2 separate regions of the Cyprinus carpio genome follow, and region 1 is linked to region 2. A link is a contact called in public Hi-C data. All regions are on one chromosome and are shown on one strand. The core of a region is the stretch at or near the end of the contact, and the rest is flanking DNA. Distances in the headings are between cores, read along the strand shown. Region 1 overlaps LOC109112341 (nuclear factor of activated T-cells, cytoplasmic 1-like). Region 2 has its middle 4.1 kb from the start of LOC109112341.

Region 1 (7,372 bases), core at 2,699-5,198, 38 kb after region 2:
CATTTCCCCCTTCTGGGCTTAAAATAGGTGTCTAGGCTCTATTTTAAACTTGTCTGGGCGGCAAAGAGAGTTCCCATTTTTCTCTGTATTGTTGACAGAATGCAAAATAAAACTGTAGGGCTTCTGTGGAGGCATGTTGGTGTGAGGGATGTCTCATCGCTGAAGAAAAATAAACTGCTGCTGACAGTATGTTGGGAAATGCAGCCAGAAGTTATAAGGTGAAAAATGTAATGTCATGAGGATGAAGAGTTTGTCAACAACAGATGAATTCTCCCCAGTATCTCAACATCTGTTCACCAGAATCACATACACCAGGAAACAACATTGAGGTAGTTTTTAGTTGTAGACAAGTAGTCATGCCATTATCAGTCATTTTAATGCATTAAAAAAATCAATGTTGAAAACATAAATACATTAATGACCTTTTGAAATTGCTTAAACAAGTTTTATTTTCTGTAGAAACAGGAAGTTTATATATATATATATATATATATATATATATATATATATATATATATATATATATATATATATATATATATATATATATATATATATATATATATATATATATATATATGTATATATATATATATATATATATATATATATATACACACACACACATATATATATAGAGAGAGAGAGAGAGAGTCACATACATGATTTGCTATTTGCTAGTCAGTTGCAGATGGTATTAATTGGAGCGAAATTCTAATTCTTGAGCATCTGATTAGACAAAAATTTGTTGTAAATATTGGGTTTAATCTTTCTCTTCTTTTCCAAGAAAATATTTATCTGCTAAAAATTACTTTTGTATATGCTAGATTATATCCTATATATGACCTTACAACTAAAGGCATGAACTAAAAGCCACAGTAATATAATTTATAATAAGTCACAAAGTCTCTTTTGCTACTGTGCATGTCAAAAATGGCCAGCCTTACTGCTAGTTTGAACTCAATACACTGAATATGTACGATCTGCTGATCTGTTTTTAATCCAGTCTCAGTCCAATTCTTAGCCCAGTTGCAATTTGGCTCCATTTTTTTTTTTTTTTTTTTTTTTTTTTTTTGGTAGAGCTATGGATGTGAAGCTACTGTAGCAGTAAAACATTTCATAATGCATGCTTATATGGTATTAGCACTGGGGGCAGATCCAAAAAAAATAGGCCCTTTATTTTTGAAAGCAGCTGGAAGGCTCTTGTGGTGATGACTCATCCCTTTTTTTCCCTCTTTCTTTAAATATTTTCAGTTGGGCGGGAGCGCGTAGCCTCAGACACATAGTCTCATTGATGAGAATGTTTGTTTCGCTGTGGGTATCCTAGCCACAAACCCACTCTCTCGTGCTAGCTCGCATAAAGTCACATGAACCCGGAACGTGTGTTTATTCGTTTTTCTCCTTTCCCCCGTTTTCTTCATCTGATCTATCTCTTTCCGCTCTTTTCCCCTTCGCCTCCCCAGTTCCAACCATTAAAACAGAGCCGCACGATGACTACGACCTCCCCCAGGTTTGTGCACCACTCCATCCTTCCGGGTTGGTGCTGCATTCGAAGCCCTACTACAGCCCCCCGGCTATGACCCCCATGATGCCCTCAGAACTAAGGCCTTGTGTCACGGGCTCATTCACATCAAGCCCTCAGAGACTGGCGGCAAACCCCACCTCCCTGTCCTGCTCGTCCTCCCCCAGCACCAGCCCCAAACTACAGGATCTTTCCCCACCTCACCTCTCCACTAAGTGCCTATCAGCGGGATCGAATCTAGGCCCCCAGTCTCCAACGGTCCCACATGTCTCCACCATCCAGCCCACACCCGGACGCTATCCGCAGTCCATCCTCTACCCAACAGGAAGCCCTGCATCCTCTCCAGGGTCCCATCCTTCCACCCCAAACTCCGCACCAGAACTCCCTTTCACTCCCAGCCACAGCCTGACCCAATCACAGACCACAAGCGAGGCCTCTGCGTTAGCAGCTCAGATAACCAAAGGACCGGTGAGGAGCGGGTCCCCCCCCCTCCTACAGGAAGAGGGAGATACCCCCACCATGCTGGCTGTCAACATCAAGCAGGAACCACAGGAACTGGATCAAATGTACCTAGATGATGGTAAGTGACAGCACAATATTCCAGCAAAATTTAGTGACCGTGTGCATCGTAGTCTGGTGATGTAATGCCCAACAGATGTTTCTAATTGCTTGATGTTTTTGCTTGAGTGCTCCCTCACAAAATTAAGATCCAACGCAGTGCTAACCGTACCGCCACAACGACAGCGGCACTGTTCCATGATGTTTAATATATCGAGAACGCAAGTTAAATTAACTGGAAAGTTAATGAATGACTTCATCGGTTTCCCTTCAACTTTTGTGTTAAATTTTAAGCATCTGTGGAAGAAACGTTCAACAGATGGAAGAATTTTAATATTAAATCTGACAATGAAATCAAAAAAGCTAATAGATAATGGTTTTGTAGTTGTAGACAGATCTCCAGAACCACCGACAAAAAGAGAATGTTTGAATGACATAATGCAACCAATCACAGTTTGTCAATTTTCATTCAGGACAGGATTATCCACATCAGACAATTCAAACAAATATAGAGAACAAATGCTTGGCAAGTTGTTTAAATGTTTTTAAAAGAAGTTGCTTATGCTTACCTAAACTGCATGTATTCAATCAAAAATACAGTAAAAACAGTAAAACTGTGAAATATATAATAACAATTCAAACTATCTTCTATTTTAATAGGCTATATAGACATAAAAAATATTTATTTTTATGAATTTGTATCTCTATAGCTGTGACTACTCTGAGTGCCTTGGACCACTTTTTCTTTATTAAATTGAATATCCCTCATCCAAACTGCACCAGTAAGTCGAAAGTCCAACACCATACATAAGTAGCACCCTTTGCATTCTCATTTAGCCTGGCGAACTTTGGCAAATCCTTGTGAATATTTTTTCCTTGTAAACACAACTTTTATCCCCAGGCCTACTGATTAAAACAAAGTGCCCTGACTCTGGGATGTTAAGTCAGCCAGTCAGATTAGAACTTGCCAAATTGAGAAAGTACTGTCTAGTTTTGCCTATAATATGCATCAGGCAGTCTCTGGCTGGTTTGTGGGTGTACTGATACTGAGACTAATGGCTCTCTAGTGTATTCGCAGAGGCCCAAACATTATTGGTAATGAAAAGATCTGCTAAAACATCACATGGTGTTTCAAGTCCAACAGGAGGTCACTTTTCAGCAATGTCATTAAGTTTGTATCATGGAAATATACAAATAGTCTGGACACCATTCAACCTGCAGCTTTTCAACACTATTGAACATGTGATGGGCCATCAGCATTTTTTTAAACCTTTGAGTGTCTACCTTCCTTCAGCCCTAAGAGCACTTTTGAGTACATAAAACTCTTATATTCTAATTTAGTGAGACAAATTGTCTTGCTAGTGATCTAAGATCTCTTCTTGGAGTTTAAAGTAGATGTCAGATAGCGGATTACAGATGCCATAGTGGTTTCCTTAAGTTCCAGATGAGGCTTAAGTCTTCATTCGTTTGAGCAGTTGAAATATAGTCCATACCGCTCAAACTAAGCGGAAACATGGACAAGTAGTTATGCATGGAGTGAGAGCGGGATTTTTTATGGGTTCGCTTGTCAAAATTATTACCTGTCATTTCTCCCCTGGCAAAATATAACACATTTTACCAAGCGCTAACATGGCTTCCCGTGTCATTATACATTCGGATTGCATTTCTTCTAGATTGTATCTGTAATGGACTCTGTCAGGTGTGGCATTCGCTGAGCTTGTCAACCACTCTCATTAATTTGATTTGAAACAGAGGCACTTTTCTACTGGCACAAAACCGTCGTCCATCATGCACAGCTGTCGGTCTGTCTAGTATTGCGTTTTTCTGATGCTTTAGCTGTCTTATTATCATTGAAGATGTTCTTACTTCTTATTATATACTTGAATAAGCTGTCGGGTGTCATGAAGGTACTTTCAAACTTCACAACCAACCGCTTAACCAGTCCTTCAGTCTTAATTTACTGCTCACTGTTTCCTCTGATAAGCTCCTTCTGTTGTTTTCCTTTGCTCCTTGAGGAGGGGTTACAAACCCTTTTACTCATGGAAACTCTTACAAAAGCTGGCTGCGAGCCTGGCTCCTGGCCTTCACCAGCCGTAAGCTTTGAGGGGCCTCACTGCAATAAAGCACACTGACTTGGCCGCTGCCGACCCAAGCCTGTGGCTTGAGCTCTGCCAGAAAGAGTGATCCAGCTCGACCCGAGCCAAAGCAGTAGATCCTGCAGTAAAGGAGGGGGTCACTACGGGAACCGCTCCACACCACGTGACCCAAGAGCTGGGTTCCCCATAAGAAACCACAACAAACTTTCCAATTTAGCCTGTGGGGCTGTTAAGAAATGCATGTAGGAGTGGTGAGCAGTTTGACTGTTTTTAGAGCATTGAGCAAGTACAGTGACGACTTGTGAAATATATTTATGCAACGTGGTGAGTTTAGAATAATTGTCTTGTTTAGCCAATACACTGTTCATTTATGACTATAAATAGTGGAAATGTTTTTCAAAACTAAAAAGCACTGTAAACTTTAGTCCTGTTTATGAAATATTAAAGTATTTTGCATGTTGTTCCAAGACATTTTAAGTTTTTTAGCAGTTTTTGCCAATTCAATGACAGTCAGTGGGGTCTGAAACAATATTGGACCCAACTGACTTTAAATATATGGACCAAAATAAAACAGAGATTTTTTTTTAAATGATGACAGAATTTTTGGGTGAACTTAATATCCCTTTAAATAATCTCATTTGGTGGGTGCTTACATAAGTGTTTGAGGAGACAAGATTGGCTAGACATTGGTAGACACCTCCAAGTCGATGACTAACACTATCGTAATTTTGCTTGTATTGTAGCAAAGGCCAAAAACATCTTGTGGTCTGGTACTTGGTCAAGCTAACATAGTTTTTGAGGAAGATATACCCTTGTGAGTCAATTATGTTGCCAGTCATTGCGTAGATGAAAAATCCCAGTGTGATTGTGATCCTGACCCGGGGTCTGTTTTTCTTTTCTTTCTGCTGAACAGTTAGGACTTCTGGGAGTGTTGCCGCTTGCGGACCCCTTAATGAGGCTAACAGCATTGGTGGGATAATTGTTTGGTAGTTCCTTGTTCCCCCATTGTTTCCTGAAGGTAGAGCACGGGCCAGGTCTCCAGGCTCTATCACACGGATCCAGCTGCCGCTTATCCTGGTCCAGCAGGAAGCAGGTTCTTGGATTACCTCACATCCACATATTCACTTCCCAGTCAGAGTCATAACAGCAATTCCAGAGATACGAGATCTTTATATCAAAGTTCAAGAGGTGCATTTGTCAAAATAAATAGTATACACACAAAAAAAATTGTTTCTGAACTAATTGAAGGACTTCTTAATTTAGTCTGAAAAATATGAATTCTGAACTTTTTATTTAAATGTTGGAATCACTGAATGGAATGGAACATCCGATTGACTCCGGATGGGTCATGCCATGCTTTCTTAAGCGGGTCTGAACAGAATTGTTTGGTTTTAAATGTTCAGACATTTACCTTTATGAACTTGGCAAACACTTCTATACTATTACTTACTTTGCATTCAAGTGGAAGATACTGTATACATTTAACCAGTTCTAGTGTTATTTCAGCATTATTTACATACTTTTAGAATTAAATTTTTATAAGCTTTTTTATACTTTGTCTTCATTTTAATTTTAGTTATATTTTTAATAATTTTGTTATATGCTATTATCTTTTGTGTTTTTTATATTACTATTTAGGATTCATTTATTTTTATTTCAGTAAAAGTTTTAGTTCAGTTTTTTTTTTTTTTTATGTCCAGTTACTAATTTTAGTACTTCAACTTACACTTATTTCAACATTTCTAATTTTCATGCAGTTTTAAGCTTTTTTATCTAATATTTTTATTTATTCTATTTCAACTATATTTCCTTGAACAAAAATGGATTTTGCAATCCCTGGGAATTGGCTTTGCTAGCACCATGCTCAATTGTTGAAGATGCTGTTTTAAAAATAGTCTACTGTTTTTAATGTGCTAAATGGTCTAGCATTTTGAATGTGTTATTGAATTGAAAATGGCATCTAACATCCAGATATTTTTTTCCAAGCAGAGGGCTAATAAAACTTAACTGGCTAATGCATTGATTTATGAACACTATAAACTCTGTCCATGCATCATCTTTACTCTGAATCATTTATCACGTGCTGAAATACCTCTTGAGTCATGCTAAGTTTATCAGGTTATGAAGGGTAAGTCTTGACTATTTTTTGCCAACTCAAACAGCACCAGGCTGAAGTCAAAAACGCTTGTAAGTTTGATATGAATCCTAAAGCAGTGTCTCATATTTCACCTTTATTATTGTGTATCCAGTCACTTATCACTTGTTGAATCCTTTCATTAGAATCCTCATTCGAAATGTGGCAGCAAATTGAGATGTATCCTATGGCAACTGCCAACAGTTTTCTTTTCAAGCCAACAGTCTACAAAAGCAGCATTGCAGTACATGAGTCACTAGCTGCTATCCTTAGCCAAAACCCCAAACCAAAATTGTTGGCCAACAGAGACTTGAAAACAATCAAAGTTTCCTTGGTCTTTTCAAAATGTTAGTGCATGTGTCAACACCTACCGAGGCCCTCTTTATTTACCATGAGCACTCTGAACAAAATGAAACCTCTTCAAATGTAAGTTGTCATCTTGGCTCGTCCCTACTAGAGTCTCTCCGCTCAACACAAATATCTTGATTGCTTTTGGATATGTTCACGTTTGTCTTTGTACTCTTTCTTTGTGGTATGCTCCCTTAAGCTTGAGTTCACAAGAAATTTGTGTGTACTGTTATTCACGCCAATGAGGCACACAGTTCAAATGTATTTGGATGATCAGATCAGTGTAAGGAGAAACCTCAAAGGAGCTGTGAACATAGTAAGAGATATAGTAGAGTTGGGCTGAATCTGGTGCAATCTGAACATGTGGTGAATGCTGAAAGTCTTAGTAGATGCTTCGTCGTCACAGCAAGGGTATTTGGATCATGACACAATAGGTCATGGTTAACTAGCTATCACATAATTGTACTACCAATAATATTACCAAAGAAGAACCTATTATCTTTTAGAAGGTCCACTAATTCACCTCTATTCTAAGTTCTGATCGGCTGATAGTGTCCCACCATTTGTATCACTCTGCTTGTCTGTGTTTGTTCCAGACAGACTGTCAGTCTGCATCAGTGGTAGGGATTCACTCATTCAGACAGAAAGAATCATTGAATCATTTATTCAACTGAATCATCCAAAACACTGATTCATTTAGAAATGAACTAATGA
Region 2 (7,273 bases), core at 1,734-4,233:
TGGAATGAGGAATGAGTTTTATCATTCACTTTATTTTCTATACTGAGTGTGTAAGAGTGTGTGTGTGTGTGTGTGTGTTTACAATACTGAATGAGACGATGCCACGTACATGCACTGTTCCTTTCTTGCTGTGTGTAATGGTGGATTTCTGTTCTGCTTTGTAGATGTTGAGTTGTACTCAGGAAATCCACTGATTTTTTTTTTACTGTATATAAACCTTAAACTAACCCTGTGACAGGCCTGACAATAATAGCTTATTTAATATTTGTTTGAGTATTTTGCTGTTTCTGACATTTTTTATTGACTGATACATGATCAAATAATGTGATGTTTCTATGGTGTTGTTACTGCTTCTGAGTGTACTCTCAATGTCATCAGCACGATGGTTTCAGCAGTAGATATCTAGCATAAAAATTAACAGTATGAAATATTTATTTGATCTTTTTTCTAAAGTCACTGTAAGAACTGTTAAACATTTTTTTTCTCTAATTTATGGGAAATCTGAGTTTATCAATTTATGTATGTATGCATTTGTTTAGGTATGCATTTATTTATGCCTTTGTTATAATTGAATTCATAATTAAATTGCTAATTAATGAATGTTGAATACATATGGTTGTAAAAAATGCTTCATATAGAATTTGAGTAAAAGGTGAGTACAGAATATGTTCTTAAACACTGATCCTGTTGCAAATAACAAACATTACTTAATATTTTTAAGTTCAAGGCTACATGTTTACCCTAATAATGGAAAGTGCCGTTTTAATGTGTAAAGGACATGAGAAGCTTTGACAAACATCCATGAGAGGGCGCAGTTTGAGTGAGTCTCTTAAATATTTTTAGTACAGCACGGTTTAATTTACCTGGCAGTTATTTGTATGCATTGCTTCTAACCACTAGAGGGCGGCATTTACACAGTTTTTACTATCACAGAAGCCTAAAGTTGGGCCCACATGGTAACTACATGTGCTGGCAAGATTGCTGTTCAATATGAGGCTTTCAGAGTTGAGACCATGGTTAAACCAATACATATCTTTATTGATTTTAGACACAGAAATATTTCTTATTATTATTATAAATGTTGAAACCAGTGCTGTTTAATGTTTTTGGGGAAACAACATTTTTAAAGATTTGATAAATAGAAGGTTCAAAAGAACAGCATTTTTTAAAAATACAACTATTAAATAACTTTTTAAATAACGTATAAATAACTTATGAACAATTGAATGCATCTTTGCAAAAATAAATAAATAAATAAAAAGAAAGTACTGACCCCAAACTTTTGACCTGTAGTGTGTGTAATATACACATTATTTCATTTGTTTTATTTCGTTGTTTGATGATTTTACCATTATTATAAAATGTGTAAAACCGTAATAAAGAACGAACAGTTGTGTCCAAACCTTTGACTGGTAGTGTGTATTGTACTAACTGAGACAATGTGTTATCAAGCCCTCCACCCAAACTCACCCACACACACTCTACAAAGCAGGAAACTTGTGGTTTACAGCGACCCCATGCTAGATGTGATGGTCCACTGGCATTAACATGCCAGGAAGCTTTCTCTTTCATCTTATCTATCTTTTTCTCTTCCTCCCTTTCCCTTCTCTGTATATCTCCATCTACCTTTCCTCACTTATACATCAAAACTCAATTTTGCTGTGCCAGCTTTTGCTTAAAATGACTCAAATCCGTTGCACGTGCCTACATGGCGTCTCCACCCTTTGATTTGTTTGTGCACTGGACATTTCCGCAGAGGTGGTGGGGCAGTTGTGATGTTTTATCAGCCACATGTGGGGCACAACACGCGTCATTCTGTTTTGCTACTGTCTCAAGTGTATCTGTTTTTTCAAAGCATTGTGTTTCCTGTAGGTGGACACTGATTCGGGATACTCCTTTAGCTAAGCACTTTCTTACCATCAATGAAAATCTTCAGCTGTGTTTGTCGGCAATTATTTCAACAGTTTAAATGTCCACAGTCTGTCCATCAATATAACCTTCACATTTAGTTTTATTTTGGTTATTTATTTATTTACATCCTTAAAAGGGTGTTTGTGTTCTATCTATCGATCGATCGATTTATTTATATATATATATATATATATATATATATATATATATATATATATATATATATATATATATATATATATATATATATATATATTATAATAATACAATAATATATATTTTATTTTATTTATATTATTTTCTATCGCTCTATCTATCATTCTATCTATCGCTCTATATTATTATTAATATTATTTATTATATTATTAATATTATATATATATTATTTTTATATTTATTTTCTATCTGTCTGTCTATCAATCTATCCGTTCTGTCATTCTATCTATCGTTCTATCTATCAATCTATCGTTCTTTTGTTCTACCGTTCTATTGTTTTGTCTTTCATTCTACCATTCTATCTGTCTATCGGTTTGTTGTTCTTTCTGTCTATATGTTGTTTTACCATTCTGTGGTTATCTATCAGTCTGTCGTTCCATCCCTCCATCCAGACTATTTGTCATTCTTTCTGTCTGTTATTGAGCTAAAGATTCCCCTGAAAATTTATTATTATACAATTATTTGATATACAGGAAATAATGCGAAAAAAATTCTTAAATCTTGTTATTAAATCTTGTGTTTTGATCTGTTAAAATGTTTCATAATTCTTCTCCGGTAAGAAAGGTGCTATTATGTGTTTAAAAGAATTGGATTGATTGGTTAATTCTTTTTGCCCAGTTTTATTGAACCACAAGAAAATTGGGTAATTTATTCTCAGGGGCAGCCTTTGCTCAATTCCACTATCTTAAAAATCGATTGGAATGACTTTCCTGCTGTTTGTTGCTCAACTCACGGTATTGTGGACAGGTTAGTCACTGTTGCGTCTGGGCCCGACAGTGGAGCTCTGGGCAGAGGGTCTGTGTTTGCTCAGTCTGCCTGTGGGAGCACATGAAATCCCTCCCCTCTGGAACACAGCCACAGTTGCCTGGCAACATCCTTACACAACAGGAAACAGACTTGGGGATTCCGTCACTGCACAGAGTCAAAGGGAGCATTCAGTGGAGACAGGAAGCCCCAAGGTACAGCAGAGGGCAGGTCTATAACCAAGGCCATGTCATGTAAATACCACCTCAAATTGCTGTTGCTGTTTCTACTTTAAGCACTTTATATGTTCATCAGCTTACTTTTAAATGTGGTCTGGACTTTATGACATGGACTCATAAGGCACATCGTAAAAAGACTAAAATAACACATTTGATTGCAATCCCGTTGTGACTTTAAAAAAAATAAAGTTAAAAAAGCATGCTTTTCGTGTACTACATTATCTTCACCATGTATTTTTAACCTGCCTAGCATGGTCACATTTAACCCATACATATTTTCAGTTGCTCATGGAGCCCTAGTCATCTGAAGTTCAACTTCTGCATTCAAACTGGGTTTTATCTGTTTTATCTATTTAGGAAAAGAGGAAAAAACTGGAACCTTGAGGTCTTTCCAGAAGACCACCATTAAATCAGTCATTCCCAGTATTGTCACCCACAAATATGATGATGAGACCTGCCAGCCAGACGGAACATTATTGACTTGTAAGAAGAGGTGAGTAGACCTATGACATCAATGACTCCCCCTTTCTGGACCAATCACACATAGACAGAGGAACATTTGGGTGCACATGGGGGTTGAATGTGGTTTTAGTTTATTTTAACAACTTTTAAATGCTGACACATCATTAGTGATGCACATGCATATTATGATTCATGCCGTTGTTATGAGTGTGCAGCCTTTTTTAAACATCTCCGAGACAGACGATTCAACATCTGTGGCATTAGTTATGAACTCACGTTACATAGTCCCACATGTCTTTGCTGTCTATGGCATGCCATGCATTGATACATATAATAGCACATTGCCGCCCATGCATCCTGTTTGGAAACATAATTTGTCATCTGTATATTCTCGAAAACCTTATAAAGCAAACTCAGCAGTGCATCATGCTGACACACGAGCCATGCTAACTGCATTAGCACTCATTGTATTATCATTATCATTAGTGTTTAGTAGTTCTTGAAGTCGTAAAGCCACTGCTACTCCTGTTCATAACCGTTATTAAGGTGTCTTTGGAATATAAATGAGAAAATTATGACTAAATTTCATGTCCCAGTGTTGCAGTGTGTGTAAACTGGCTGACCTGCCTTCGGGGGCGTCTAATGAATTATTACACAAAGTTCTGGAATACTCCTTTCTGATTGGTCAATCTTGCCATCCAGTGGTTTGATATTAACCACTGGTGATTTTTGTCCCCAATCCAATAGCACAAACCCCACCGCTTCCAGACGATTTTAAAGACGGACACATATGGACACAATTGGAGGCATCTTGACTTATGGCTGTGTCCAAAATCATCCTCTATATCTTTATGTAGTGCACTATTTGATGGCGCAACCATTTGTAGTGGTGTCCGAAACCATAGTGGACATTATCGAGTGCACTCATTTGATCCCATGCACCAAAATAATAGACATGCAGCCTATGTACACTCAGCTGAGGACTGTTAAGGTCACCCTGAATTCCCATGTTTCAACAGAAGGCATGCATCCATATGACTTCAGAGGACTTCAAAATTAATTATATACTGTGATTTTATTGCAGTGTTTGAATAAATATTGCTTCTTTGCAGACAATAATGTTTTCCTAGAAAATACTTTTTCAGTCTTTCTACTTCAATAAGTCATGTTTAATTCAAAGTGTTAGCAAGTGTTACTTGACATTTCTTTGTAATTATTTGTTAAAGTTACTAGCAATTTCTGAGTGAAAGCTGTTTTAAATTAAATCCCACACCTTTTTTCCAGTGTAACATTTTAAATTAATTTAACATTTTAAACCATTATGTCCATGTTTATTTGGTCAGCAACCATGTAATAAGAGGAATTATACAGTCATCGCTGATGTTGGTTTAGATCTAAATCTAGTTTAGACAACAAAAGATCTTTGTAGGGAGTACGAAATACCAGCTTTTTGGCATATACTGTACTCTAAAGCTGAGATGAACAAAATATCCGGAACTGTCCGGCTGGTGCCTAAAAACCCCTGCCCTCAACAACGGGCAGACAGAGTGGAAAAACTACAGGCCAACTGACGTAGAACTAGGCGCACGTCAATCAGCACAGTTAGTGCTATTTATTACCTTCAGCCTGGAAGCTGTGTTTACTGCGGCACGCAGCTCGCTTTCGCATTGCTGAGGAGGACAGGGAAGCCCTGCCCACATCCCCTCAAGCCCACTTAGGGCCCCTAACCAGTGGGTGAGAGCTTTCCATGAGGTCAAACAAATACATTTGACCCACACAACAGCAGGAGAGAGAGGACTGTAAGAGAGGGTAATGGTACAATTACCATGTTCCCATGATGAAAGAAACAGCTAGTGTTTCATAAATGCACTAATTCCTGATGCAATTGTATATCATCCTGTGCATGTGGGGTGAAGGCTATTTGGCTCTCTTTTGTTACTCGACCTGGATGAATTCTTAGTTGAAGCAAACACTGCACAGCTACTTCAAAACATGTCCATGTCATTAGAGAGCTTGCAAAAAACTCAGCTACATAAAAAAGCCATTCATTTAGGGAAACTGTATGCAATTTTGTGTAACCTTTGTGTAAACCTTTGTGCACTAAGAAACCATGATACTATATGTGCAGATGTAATTCTTTGTGCAGAAATTTAAAAAAACTTATCTATCTATTGTTCTATGTTTTGGGTCTTATTTGGGACTTATTTTTGGGTCTGACGTACTTGCATTAAGATTATGCAAGGTTTAGGGTAAGTGGCATGGGAAGGGTGAATTGCATGTGAATCTTTCGAAACCTTTCACACAGTAATACTAAAAAAAAATGCAAATATGCATTATTATTTTTATGACAGTACATGTCACTATTTACAATGAGGTGCTAATTAAGATCCATGTTTTCAATAGTAAGTACAAATAATGTTGTGTATTGCAGTATGAGAATCCTGCACTAAATGCTAACTTTTGCCAACATTTCTTGGCTTCAAGAAAGTAGATGATTCCCGATGTTGCAGCGAATCGCACCCCACTGGAAAGTTGTCAAAACTGAAATCATAGTTGCCCGGTCTGTCAACAGCATCTTGTGATTTTCAGATCCCATTTCCCTGCACTGTGATGTCCTAAAAAAAAAAAAAAAAAAAAAAAAAAAATATATATATATATATATATATATATATATATATATATATATTAATAAATAAAAAAAAATGACCGGAGCTGTTAGTCTGTTTATTCAATCACTATCAACACACTGCTACGTGATGAGTCTCACAGAGACGGTATTTGTGTCTATTAATGGGACAACAGAAATTATTAAAGGGTTACTCCATCGCAAAATTAAAATTTTGTCATTAATGACTTACCCCCATGTTGTTCCAAACCTGTAAAGGCTTCGTTCATCTTCGGAACACAATTTAAGATATTTTGGATGAAATCCGGGAGGCTTGAGACTGTCCCATAGACTGCCAAATAAATAACAGTGTCAAGGCTCAGGAAAGTATGAAAAGCATCGTCAGAATAGTCCATCTGCTATCAGTGATTCAACCGTAACATTATGAAGCGACGAGAATACTTTTTCTACACGAAGAAAACAAAAATAACAACTTTATTCAACAATTCCTCTCCTCTGAGTCTCTCCAAATCAGCGTAGCACCATTTTGGCAATTCTGAGCAGTACGCAGGCAGCGTACACTCTTCTGTGTCAGCAGTACTGACGAGGACAAACAAAGCTTTTACGAGTTTGGAACGACATGGGGGTAACATTAAGTGAATAATGACAAAATTTTCATTTTGTGATGGAGTATCCCTTTAACATGATAATGGCTTCTTTAACTGCCTTTGTTTTTTCAAAACAGCCACATTTGTTTCCAGTAGCTGCTGGACATGCTGGCTCTTTCGACATTTTTTGTTTGTTTGTTTCATTGCCTATTCGTAAGTTAATCTTTATTTTAAATCGGCTCTTCTACCAGTTAAACCTAACCGCTCCGGGTTTGATCAAAAATTGGACTGAATAAATGATTAAATATCAAACTGAATCGGTAAGCGTATAGCTTTAAAGTTAACTGAATCGGTCTGACTCGCAGTGATTCGGGTTAGTATTAGGTTAGTACTGACTCATTGAACTGAGAGCCGTCTCTTTCGATGTTTTTGACACCCAACGAGCACCAATGAAAAACTGATGAGGTGAAATGTAAGTTTAATAACAG

The links. Hi-C and Micro-C count contacts between places; a contact is called where the count stands out from the background.
Region 1: a Hi-C map of skeletal muscle shows a contact between it and region 2, with 4 times the contacts expected there. The contact joins two enhancer-like sites. A contact is called at or near these places in 6 of 8 Hi-C or Micro-C datasets (liver and skeletal muscle).

Annotation. Positions count from the first base shown.
Region 1 is chrA19:13,723,098-13,730,469 of ASM1834038v1, forward strand. The region is part of intron 8 of LOC109112341 (nuclear factor of activated T-cells, cytoplasmic 1-like); the gene reads left to right. Among protein-coding and RNA genes, the nearest start is that of LOC109066293, 18 kb to the right of the region's middle. Within about 2 kb of position 3,949, at least 1 of the 8 cell types and tissues checked has an H3K27ac peak or open chromatin away from gene starts, as enhancers often do. A contact at or near this core is called in skeletal muscle, where this site is marked.
Region 2 is chrA19:13,686,163-13,693,435 of ASM1834038v1, forward strand. It overlaps the pseudogene LOC109112343. Among protein-coding and RNA genes, the nearest start is that of LOC109112341, 4.1 kb to the right of the region's middle. Within about 2 kb of position 2,984, at least 3 of the 8 cell types and tissues checked have an H3K27ac peak or open chromatin away from gene starts, as enhancers often do. A contact at or near this core is called in skeletal muscle, where this site is marked.